Linked DNA regions of Arabidopsis thaliana: region 1 is linked to region 2. Evidence: chromatin contacts called from public capture Hi-C data. All regions are on one chromosome and are shown on one strand. The core of a region is the stretch at or near the end of the contact, and the rest is flanking DNA. Distances in the headings are between cores, read along the strand shown. Region 1 holds the start of MTR4 (RNA helicase, ATP-dependent, SK12/DOB1 protein). Region 2 holds the start of AT1G57660 (Translation protein SH3-like family protein).

The links. Capture Hi-C pulls out chosen DNA fragments and counts their contacts.
Region 1: a contact with region 2 is called in a capture Hi-C map of seedling, with 2.9 times the contacts expected there.

What each region holds. Positions count from the first base shown.
Region 1 is chr1:21,988,230-21,993,050 of TAIR10.1, forward strand. MTR4 (RNA helicase, ATP-dependent, SK12/DOB1 protein) reads right to left here and starts at 2,057. Exons shown (of 14, transcript NM_104669.4): 1 at 1,624-2,057; 2 at 1,266-1,466; 3 at 962-1,180; 4 at 356-694. The coding sequence starts at 1,881. It also overlaps the pseudogene AT1G59770.
Region 2 is chr1:21,352,589-21,357,640 of TAIR10.1, forward strand. AT1G57660 (Translation protein SH3-like family protein) reads left to right here and starts at 2,887. Exons shown (of 2, transcript NM_104563.4): 1 at 2,887-3,215; 2 at 3,519-4,049. The coding sequence starts at 2,979. The coding sequence ends at 3,776. It overlaps AT1G57650 (ATP binding protein), which reads left to right. Exons shown (of 4, transcript NM_104562.4): 3 at 14-952; 4 at 1,604-1,723. The coding sequence ends at 1,723. AT1G57670 (Toll-Interleukin-Resistance (TIR) domain family protein) reads right to left here. Exons shown (of 3, transcript NM_104564.1): 3 at 4,581-5,052. The coding sequence ends at 4,581.

The DNA.
Region 1 (4,821 bases), core at 807-3,306, 630 kb after region 2:
CGATCCAACTCATACAGTATAATATAGGTACCGCATCTTCACATAAGACTCCAGGAGCTTATCACAGTCACTCCAACCCAATATCAATTTTAAAAGGATAAGACTGATCCCAAGCATAAGAAGAAGACAAACTAAAAAAACACCTAACTTTCTGGACCAATTTTCTTATTTCAGCAGAAACAAATTCAGATTCATGTTTGGCTAATAGTTACAAAAAAATAACATCCCCAAAATGAGATGACATTCTCATATGACAGGGTAAAGATCCAGGGATTTTGAAAGAAGTCAAATAAAAAATTTGTCGGTAAATGATTTATTTACTTGCATTAGACAAACAGAAGAAGAGGAAACTAACCTGCATAGCAAGTGCCTCGCATTCCTTTTTGCTGAAACTGAACAAAATCACGGGATCATATTGCCGCTGAATTATCATTTTCACCAATTTGAAAATATCACTTTCTTCACCAAGTTTTCCAATCACTAATCCCTTTTGAAACTTTCCATTATCTCTTTTCTTGTCACTCTCATTAGTCGGAACCAGTGCGTTGAGAGATTTCTGGAAGCTATCCTCATGAAATTTAGATTTTTCGTCCACAACCAAGTAAAGTCCATTACCTCCAGCAGGAAAGACATAGTGCTGAAGTGGAGTTGGCCGATAATCGGTGTAAACAATGTGACATGGTTGTTGGTGAACCTGCAATACCAATTCTATAATCAAATCTCCAGAGCAACAACGCCAAAAAAAAAAAAAAAAAAAAAAAATCATTTGTTATAAACAGGCTGTTTTACTAAGTCTACTCAAAGAAACACGACATATGAAAACTATATTGCATTTTGCCAAGACATGTTTCTACTTCCTCCAAAATAAATAATTGATGTGAAATCATAATTACAAGTTGATACAAAAATGTATCAATCCATTCACAAAAGAGAGGTAGAAGGAGTAGCAAGAGTGAAATACCTTTGCAACCCAATCAGCAAACTCCTTGGCATTGGGAACTGTTGCCGATAGAAACACAAAACGAGAATTCTTCGGAGCCATTACAATACTCTCTTCCCAAACCACACCTCTTTCGCTATCACGCATGTAATGCACCTCATCAAAAATAATCCACGCAACCTCCCGCATAATCTCTGACCCTTTATACTGCATACTACGCAAAATCTCCGTAGTCATGACCTGAAACAAAGAACACAAAACTAAGAACAAATAGCAAATAAAAGAAACTTCTGAGACAACATTGAACAGTTTAAAAGGTACTTACAAGACAAGAGGCATTAGGATCGATAGTCACATCCCCAGTCATCAAACCAACATCAGAAAACTCTTCTTTAAAATCTCTGTACTTCTGATTACTAAGTGCCTTTATAGGAGAAGTGTAAATAACTCTCTGGTTTTCCTTCAAAGACATGGCAATAGCATACGACGCCACAACAGTTTTACCAGCTGATGTATGAGCTGAAACCTGAACATGAAACCATACTCTTCAGTTTTCTCACAAAACTAGAAAAGTTCACAGCTTGAACCAAAATATGTAATCTTTACAAATTGATTCACCAATTCAATAGGACAGATTAGAAATTCAGTGACCAAAATCAATTGAAGCCAGAGTAAAAGCTTACCATGACTGACTCGCCATTATCGAGACACTTGATAGCTTCAGATTGGAAGGAGTCAAGTGTAAAGGGGAAATCTTTAGCTGGTGGTTTATTGTGAACGGAGGGAGCAAGAGGAACGTAATTTTCAGGGAAGGAAACATCGTGAACGCAACCAACTAGCTCTTCGTTGATGATTTGGGTGGAATCGTCTTCTCTCTGAACCTTTTGCGGCGGAGCAGAATCAGAAGATTCCTCCACTGATTTTCTCTTCACGGAACCCATGAGAGAATGGTGTGTGTAGTTTTAGTTTTCCGCCGACGAGAAACGATTCCTCCGGTGAGTTTCACGAAACGAAGACGATGAATACTTTGTCACTCTGCGTTTTAGGGTTTCCTTTAAGCCCAATTTTGTTTACTCACTTAAGGCCCAAATTGTTTTTATTTTCTCCACGATAGCTGTTGGTTCATTTTTTTCCCATTGGCTCAATTTATGAACTTAATCATTCTGAATATAAGAATGTTAAACTTTTAAAAAGAAGAAAGGAAGATAACTCTCATTGTTATTTTCTTGTATGTAGTAATTTACATACCTAAATCTTTTAATTTAATTTTAGACTAATGCAAATTTTATATACCCGTTTTGGATTTCATGTCGGTAGTTTCAAAACGTTTTTGTGCAAAAAAATACTTCTCAAACTCACCAAATTTTACAATTTTATTTTCTACCTCTTTTAAATACAAATTAATCATATTAAATCCAAAAAAATAAGAATGTAACCATTTTTTTTGTTACCGTCAAATTTATAAAATTTTGTCAATTAATATGTCAAATCGAAGTCTTCTCTAGGAGGACTTCAATTCTACCTTTAAAATTTTGAAACTTTTATGTATGTGGCTGTGAAAACATTTACAATATACGTATAAAGCTATATTGCATATTATTTTATTTGTTTTACTTCGTATGATTAATCTGCAATTTTTGGAAATATATGGTAAAGTAGCAAAAATTAGCAAGTTGGAGGATTTTTTTTGACACAAAACCTTTCCAAATATAAATTTATTTTTACTAAAAAAATTCCAAAAACATATACTTTTAAATAAACAAGAAAGAGAATGTGTTCCCCTTTCTCTTGATAATCATGTGAGTATGTGCTTAGACTAAAATTTACCTGGTACTCTCTTCTTTTAGAAATATCTCAATCTTCATCTTTACTAGAGAAATAATACGTAAGGAGTATGTTGGAATTTTATATATTCTTCTCCTCCCTTATTAGACAATCTGTTTGTCCATTTTCCTCTTCATATATTGACTTATAAGTAGAGATGTTGTGGTGGGTAAAAAAGCCCAGCCCGACCTGAACCCAAAATAAACCCGCCCACCAAAAACCCAACTTTAGAAAATTCAAATGGATTTTTGATTAGTGGGAAAGCCCAAAAAAAACCCGATTGTTCTGATACTACCCGTGGGTACCCAACTTGATTTTTGTCTTTTTTTTAGTGTTTATGTTTAATTACTAATATACTATTATATATATTTTATATCTATATTTTGCTTATAAACTAAGCTGGTATGTAAATATATCATGTAAATTTTTTTCATAGCAAAATAATAATAATTTGTATGTCAAATTAAACAAGAAAAACTTAAAAAGTAATCAAATATCTGAAAATCAATTTAAAACAAAAATACAACATCTTCTCATATTCCAGAGCTACTTGCTACCGATGTAGTAGCTTCAATTCCATCATCAAAGTATTCTTCAATGTCACCTACAATTAGAAGATATAAATCAACAAATGAAAAAAAATTAAGTCCAAAAAATTAGACTATTCTTTTTTTACCTTCCAACTCTGCAAAACCACGCAACCAGTTCCTAGTACATAACAAGGCTTGAACATTTCTCGAAAGAAGGCGGTTTCTGAAAGGGTTTAAAATCCGACCTCCAATACTGAATGATGACTCAGCTGCCACTGTAGTGATTGGAATGCTAAGTATAGCAGAAGCTAGAGAAGCTAAATCACCATAGCGTTGCCCATCGCCTTTCCAATAGCTCAGAACCTCCATGTCTGTAAAAGACCTCAAATCTAGCCTTGGATCATCCAAATAATTTTGCAAATTGGACTTTGTGTTGTCAGAACCAGGTTGTATGCTCCTCTCAAGCTCAAACACATCCTGTATGATATAGAGTATAGACACTAGTTAGACAATAAAGATGATATGATATAAACAAGGAATGGAGAAATACTTACATAATTTGGATCATCCTCTAGTGGTGATTCTGTAAGAAGGTCATGTGGAGTTTGGGTTGTTGAGAAGGTGGAAGAAGTCCAAACTTTTTCCCTGTGCTCTTTGTAAAGATCTTTCAAATTGTCCACAACAACATTGACCTTTTCTTCCGAACTACTCGAATCCACCTTATTATAAGCAGATTTAAGAATCTGCACTTTCAACCTTGGATCTAGAATAGCTCCCATAGCTAGAATGATACTGTACTGATCCCAATACTTATCAAACTTTACTTGCATCCTACTAGCCATCTCTTCCACTCTAAAATCACCACAAACTGCATAGTCTTTCAAAAGACGCTCAATTTTCCACACTTGCAGAAAATACACGTTAGCAGTAGGATACTTGACACCTGAAAAGTAAGTAGTGATAGTACTAAACGGCTAAAATCAAAGGAGAGAAAGGACATCTAATATCAAGTGAAACTAGAGTTTGATTTTTCAAGGAGATGACGAGAGACTTACGGCGGTGACTCCGGCGGTGAAGACGGCGGTGACTCCGGCGGTGTAGACGGCGGTGACTCCAGCGGTGACTCTCATGGTGACTCCGACGGAGAGAAGAGGAGAGAAGAGAGAGAGACTGTTGTGGTGGTGGCAAAATTTTGGGGAAGAAAAGGAATTTAGGGTTTCTCAATAGAATTGGCAATTGGGCTATTGGGCCTTTAACATACTAAAATAATAAGTTAAAACTCACGGGTACCCATAACCCAGTAGGGTAAAACCCGTGTAAGACTTTAACGAAATGGGACCTGCCCATTTAAAACCCACGTTTTATTTTATACAAAAAGTAGATCAATGGGTTTGAAATTTTAGATGGGTTTCGGGTACCCAGTGGGTTTTAACCCATCATTAACATCCCTACTTATAAGTTTTCTCAAAGAAGTAATGTATCATGAAATACCTTTTTAACTTTTGGCAAAACATAGTATCGAGAGTC
Region 2 (5,052 bases), core at 1,637-4,136:
TTTTTCTTTACAGCTGGTTAGAAATCTCAAGCATATGGATTTGACAGATTCTAGAAACCTGAAGGAGCTTCCTAATCTCTCAATGGCTACTAATCTTAAGAATTTAAACCTTGAAAGATGTTCAAGTCTGGTGGAGCTTCCTTCCTCTATTGGAAATGCAACTAGTCTCCATGACTTAAGACTTTTTAAATGTTCTAGTCTGGTGGAGCTCCCTTTTTCAATTGGGAATTTAACTAATCTTTGGAAATTAGATCTTCGTGAATGTTCAAGTCTTGTATCACTCCCGCAGCTTCCAGATTCCATAATGGTCCTAAATGCACGAAATTGCGAGTCCCTAGAGAAACTAGATTGCTCCTTTTACAATCCAGGTATTCTTCTCAACTTCGTTAACTGCTTCAACCTAAATCAAGAAGCAAGAGATCTCCTCATCGAGACATCAACTGTTAATTTTGTGGTCTTACCTGGTAAAGAAGTGCCTGCGTGCTTCACTTACAGAAGTCATGGGAGTTCCGTATCAGTGAAGGTTAATCAAAAGCTTCTTCATACGTCAACCAAATTTAAGGCTTGCATCTTGTTTGAGAACGAGGTCGATAATGAAACTTATTATTTTGATTTGGACACACTTTGTGTGTATACGAAGACGAATAAGGATTGCATCTTGTTGGATAATAAAGGTGAAGATGATGAGGTTGGTATTCAGAAACGAGGGTTGGTGTCTTGTCGCATCGGTTCCGAATGGCGTTTCTCTGAATGGTATCCATTTATAACGGATCATCTATACATTTTCGAAGTTGAAGCAAAGGAGGTGACTTCCACAGAGCTTATTTTTTATTTCGAGATATTCGATGAGTATTCCAAGGCTAGGGAGATAAAAGAATGCGGGATAATCCACCTCTTGGAACATCATGTTGACGACGAAGAAAAGATGGATACAATTGAGAAGGAACCCAAGGTTCACATATAGCAATATGCATTTGTCAAGTGCGTTGATTCTTTTAAAAATGGCTTGAGCCACATGTTTGCACATATCACTATGAGTCTATGTTTGAATGTTTAGAAAATATTCTACAACCATTAAACTTCTTCTCTAACATTTATATATTTCCATTTTCTTACATGTTTTTTTAGAGGATAAGGACAAAGAGATTCATGGTTATGCATAGTTATATGTGAGGCTAACATGACTCTTTCTGAGTATATAAGCTATATGTGAATCATGGGTTCCTTCTATTTTAGTATCTTGATCAGTCACTATTGTTATCACTATACTGTAGTCGGAAATTTTCAAAAACTTTGAAGTTGCTATCGATATCTCAAAATGCGTTAAGTCGAGGAAACGTATAGGAGCTAGAACCAACCTGGATGCTAAGGAGATCTGCGAGACAATTCAGTAAGCTCTTTTTGCTTGCACACATGTTTTATATGGATACATAATACTCATACATAAAACATATAAACAATAATACAAGTAATGTCGATTATGGTAATTTTTTTCTAACCATTTCTATATCATATTACCATTCAAGAATATAGGATAATGACATCGGGGTTGAATCACATTTCCATTCATATTTCTAGCTAATCACATCGCTCTTGACCTCAGATCTTAATCGCACCTAAAATGGATTGCCATTCGGAGCCAATGCCACTGGGAAAATGCATTGTGGTCTATGGTCTACAGATTGTTTACTTGAAACAATACATCTTATATAGGTCAGAGTGATCCATGGATGTCTCTTGTTCAAGAATACTCTATACCTTTTCTCTGCTAAGAAAAAACTTTCCTTTGATTCCTTTTTTTGTTTTAACTGTTAGTGTAACTGTGTAAGATTTTATTCTTACGTTACTATATAACTAGACAATAAGGTTCCCGTTATGAACTAAATTCACATGGAGAAATGAAATTGATATTATTTGGAATAACTTTTTGAGTTTTATAGAGCTTAATCCGGTAAAAAAAAACAGAGGGATTTTAGGATTGTTGTGAATTACATACTAACTTTATGTCCAAATCTCATATTTTGCTCGCATGTAGGGAGTTTTTTTGTAATTAACAAATAGTAGTAACAATATCAAATGTTTTTGTATTCTTGTAAAATTATTTGTTTAGTTTGTTTAAGAAACGAAAGGAAAAATTGAATATTAAAGACCTTTTTCCAAAAGTTTGTCCATCTATATTTTATATAGATAATAACTTTGGTGAGATAGATTTAAGGAAAATTAAAAACCAATTATACTCTTAACTATAAAATGAAATAAAATATAGAATTGAAAAAAAATATGATTCTATATCTCCAAATCCAAAAACCCTCACAAGAATAGAGGCTTACTTCTAAACCCCAATATAAATTTTCAACATAATTTGTCAAGGAGCCTTTTACATTAACGTTGATTTGCAGCATAATTGTTTTTTAAATATGAAAAGAGCATGGAAGGAGGATGAGAAAAAAACACTAGTGGAAAGGAGAAAAGAAAGAAAATTAATTGTTTAGGTTATTATAAGAGAGAATCTATTTTGTATGATTTTTACTTCTAAACTAATCAGAATACTTATTCTAAATTACGTTAGAAACACAATAAATACATAATATTCACCATATATTTGATTACTTATAATATCTTACATAAAGATTTAGTAAACCGAATAAAACACAAACAAGTTTCAGTTTAAGAAGTTTAGTTAAAATTTTAATATTTTACTATAACCAAATTAACTAAACCGAACCAATTCCAAACCGAAATGCACACAAAATTAACATACCAAACTTTGTGCCCAAATTATACAAAATGTAGGGGTAATTAACAAAACAATTACGTACCTCCCCTTTTAACTCCTCAAATCCAATGGGTATTTACAGATCTATGGCCCAATCAGGCCCATTTATGAAAACCCTAATTCACTTTATAAGTGTCATGTTTTTTATCTTAACAATGGCTTCTCTAGGGTTTCAGCCACCAGACTCAAACAGAGAGTGAAAATGCCGGCGGGACACGGAGTGAGGGCGAGAACAAGAGATCTGTTCGCGAGACCATTCAGGAAGAAGGGTTATATTCCACTCTCCACTTACCTCAGAACCTTCAAGGTCGGCGATTACGTCGATGTCAAGGTTAATGGAGCTATCCACAAGGGTATGCCTCATAAGTTCTACCATGGTCGTACTGGTCGCATCTGGAATGTCACTAAGCGTGCCGTTGGTGTTGAAGTCAACAAACAGGTGTTGATTACTCAAATCTCTAATCTGTTTGGAAAAGTTTTGATTGTTGAAATTAGGGTTTGAATGTGATTTTGATTCTTTCATTTGGGGTTTAATTCGTCTTTGTGTGAGCTATCTGTTTTGAATTCTGAGATGTTGGATTGGTATTGGTTCGAAAGATTCAAGCTTTTCTTCTTGGGTCCTTCTTTTGCTATTTGTATTAGTTGCAATCAATCTACTATGATTCTTATTTTTGAAAGCCTTCTCTTTTAGTTTATTGTATTTCTTGGTGGGCTAATTATGTGTTTGGGTTTGGTTTTATAGATTGGGAACAGAATCATAAGGAAGAGGATACATGTGCGTGTGGAGCATGTGCAACAGTCAAGGTGTGCTGAGGAGTTTAAACTCAGAAAGAAGCAGAACGATGTGCTTAAGGCTGATGCTAAAGCCAGAGGAGAGACTATCAGCACCAAGAGACAGCCTAAAGGTCCTAAACCGGGTTTCATGGTCGAAGGTATGACATTGGAGACTGTCACTCCCATTCCTTACGATGTTGTCAACGATCTCAAGGGTGGTTATTGAGTTTTTTCCATTTTATTATCATTCTCTACTCAGAATTTTTGCACTTGCTTTTTTAATGATGTTTTTGTATCAATTAAGACTAATTTCTATATGGTATGAAAGTGCAATTCAGATTTTGTTATTAAGATTGCTTATCATAATCATTTGCTTATTGCATTTGTTTGTTTCTGAAATCATTTATGCATCCTTAGTTAAAACTGAAATGTTTATCAGTAAATCATATAATGCTAGTATCATAGTATGAGACATTTTGATTGTTGTTGAGTAGTCTTTTGTTACTACACTCCAAGGACAATAACCATTGTTTTGATGTGGGATTAATAGAAAACAGTTCCTTGGTAACATAATTACAAACCAAATGTAGAAAATACAAATGTGATATCGTCTTAAACTCGACTCACGATTTCAAGACACCAAATGTAATGCATTTCCACAAAGGAACAATGTTTCAATTCAAGGTTGTGTACTCAGCTGCCTAAGCCAATGGTTACAGTTCAATCTCCAATATAAAAGACATTTTTGTCTGACACTGATTCAGTCTTCTTCTAGCTTTCATTTCAAAGAAACCATCTGCATAATAAAGCAACCGTTGCTCTTCTAATTGTAGATTAGTTTATTCCTTTTAATCCATTAAAACTACATCAAGAAACTGAAGCAAATTTTATTTATTTCCATTAGCAATTGAAGCCACAAAAAACAAAGAGACGAAATCGATAACAAAAGCTCGCTCAGACATGCTTACCTGCCCAACGGCTCGAAATAGCCACAAAACACAAAGAGACGAAATCGAAAACAAAAGCTCGCTCAGACAGACTTATCAGCCCAACGGCTCGAAATAGCCACAACAGAGCCAACTTGACTAGCAAGAATAACCATGGTTGGTGAGGCACACTTGTGAACAATTTCATTTAGTAAGCCGAGCACTGCACCAACCAGCTCAACCGCAGAGCCAAACCATAACCATGGCAGAGCCAGTGGAACGTAAAATGTTTTCACTTTCTTCACACAATCATCTTCTCTTCCTTCACCAGAACGAACAGTGTTAATGATGCCAAGCACTGAACCAATCAGCTCTACCGCCGAACCAAACCATAACCATGGCAGAGCCAGTGCAATGTTAAATGTTTTCACTTTCTTCACGCAACCATCTTCTTTTCTTTCATCAGATTGAACAGCCTTAATGAGTAAGCCGACCACTGCACCAATTAGTTCAACCGCCGAGCCAAACCATAACCATGGCAAAGCCAGTGGAACATTAAGTGTTTTCACTTTCTTC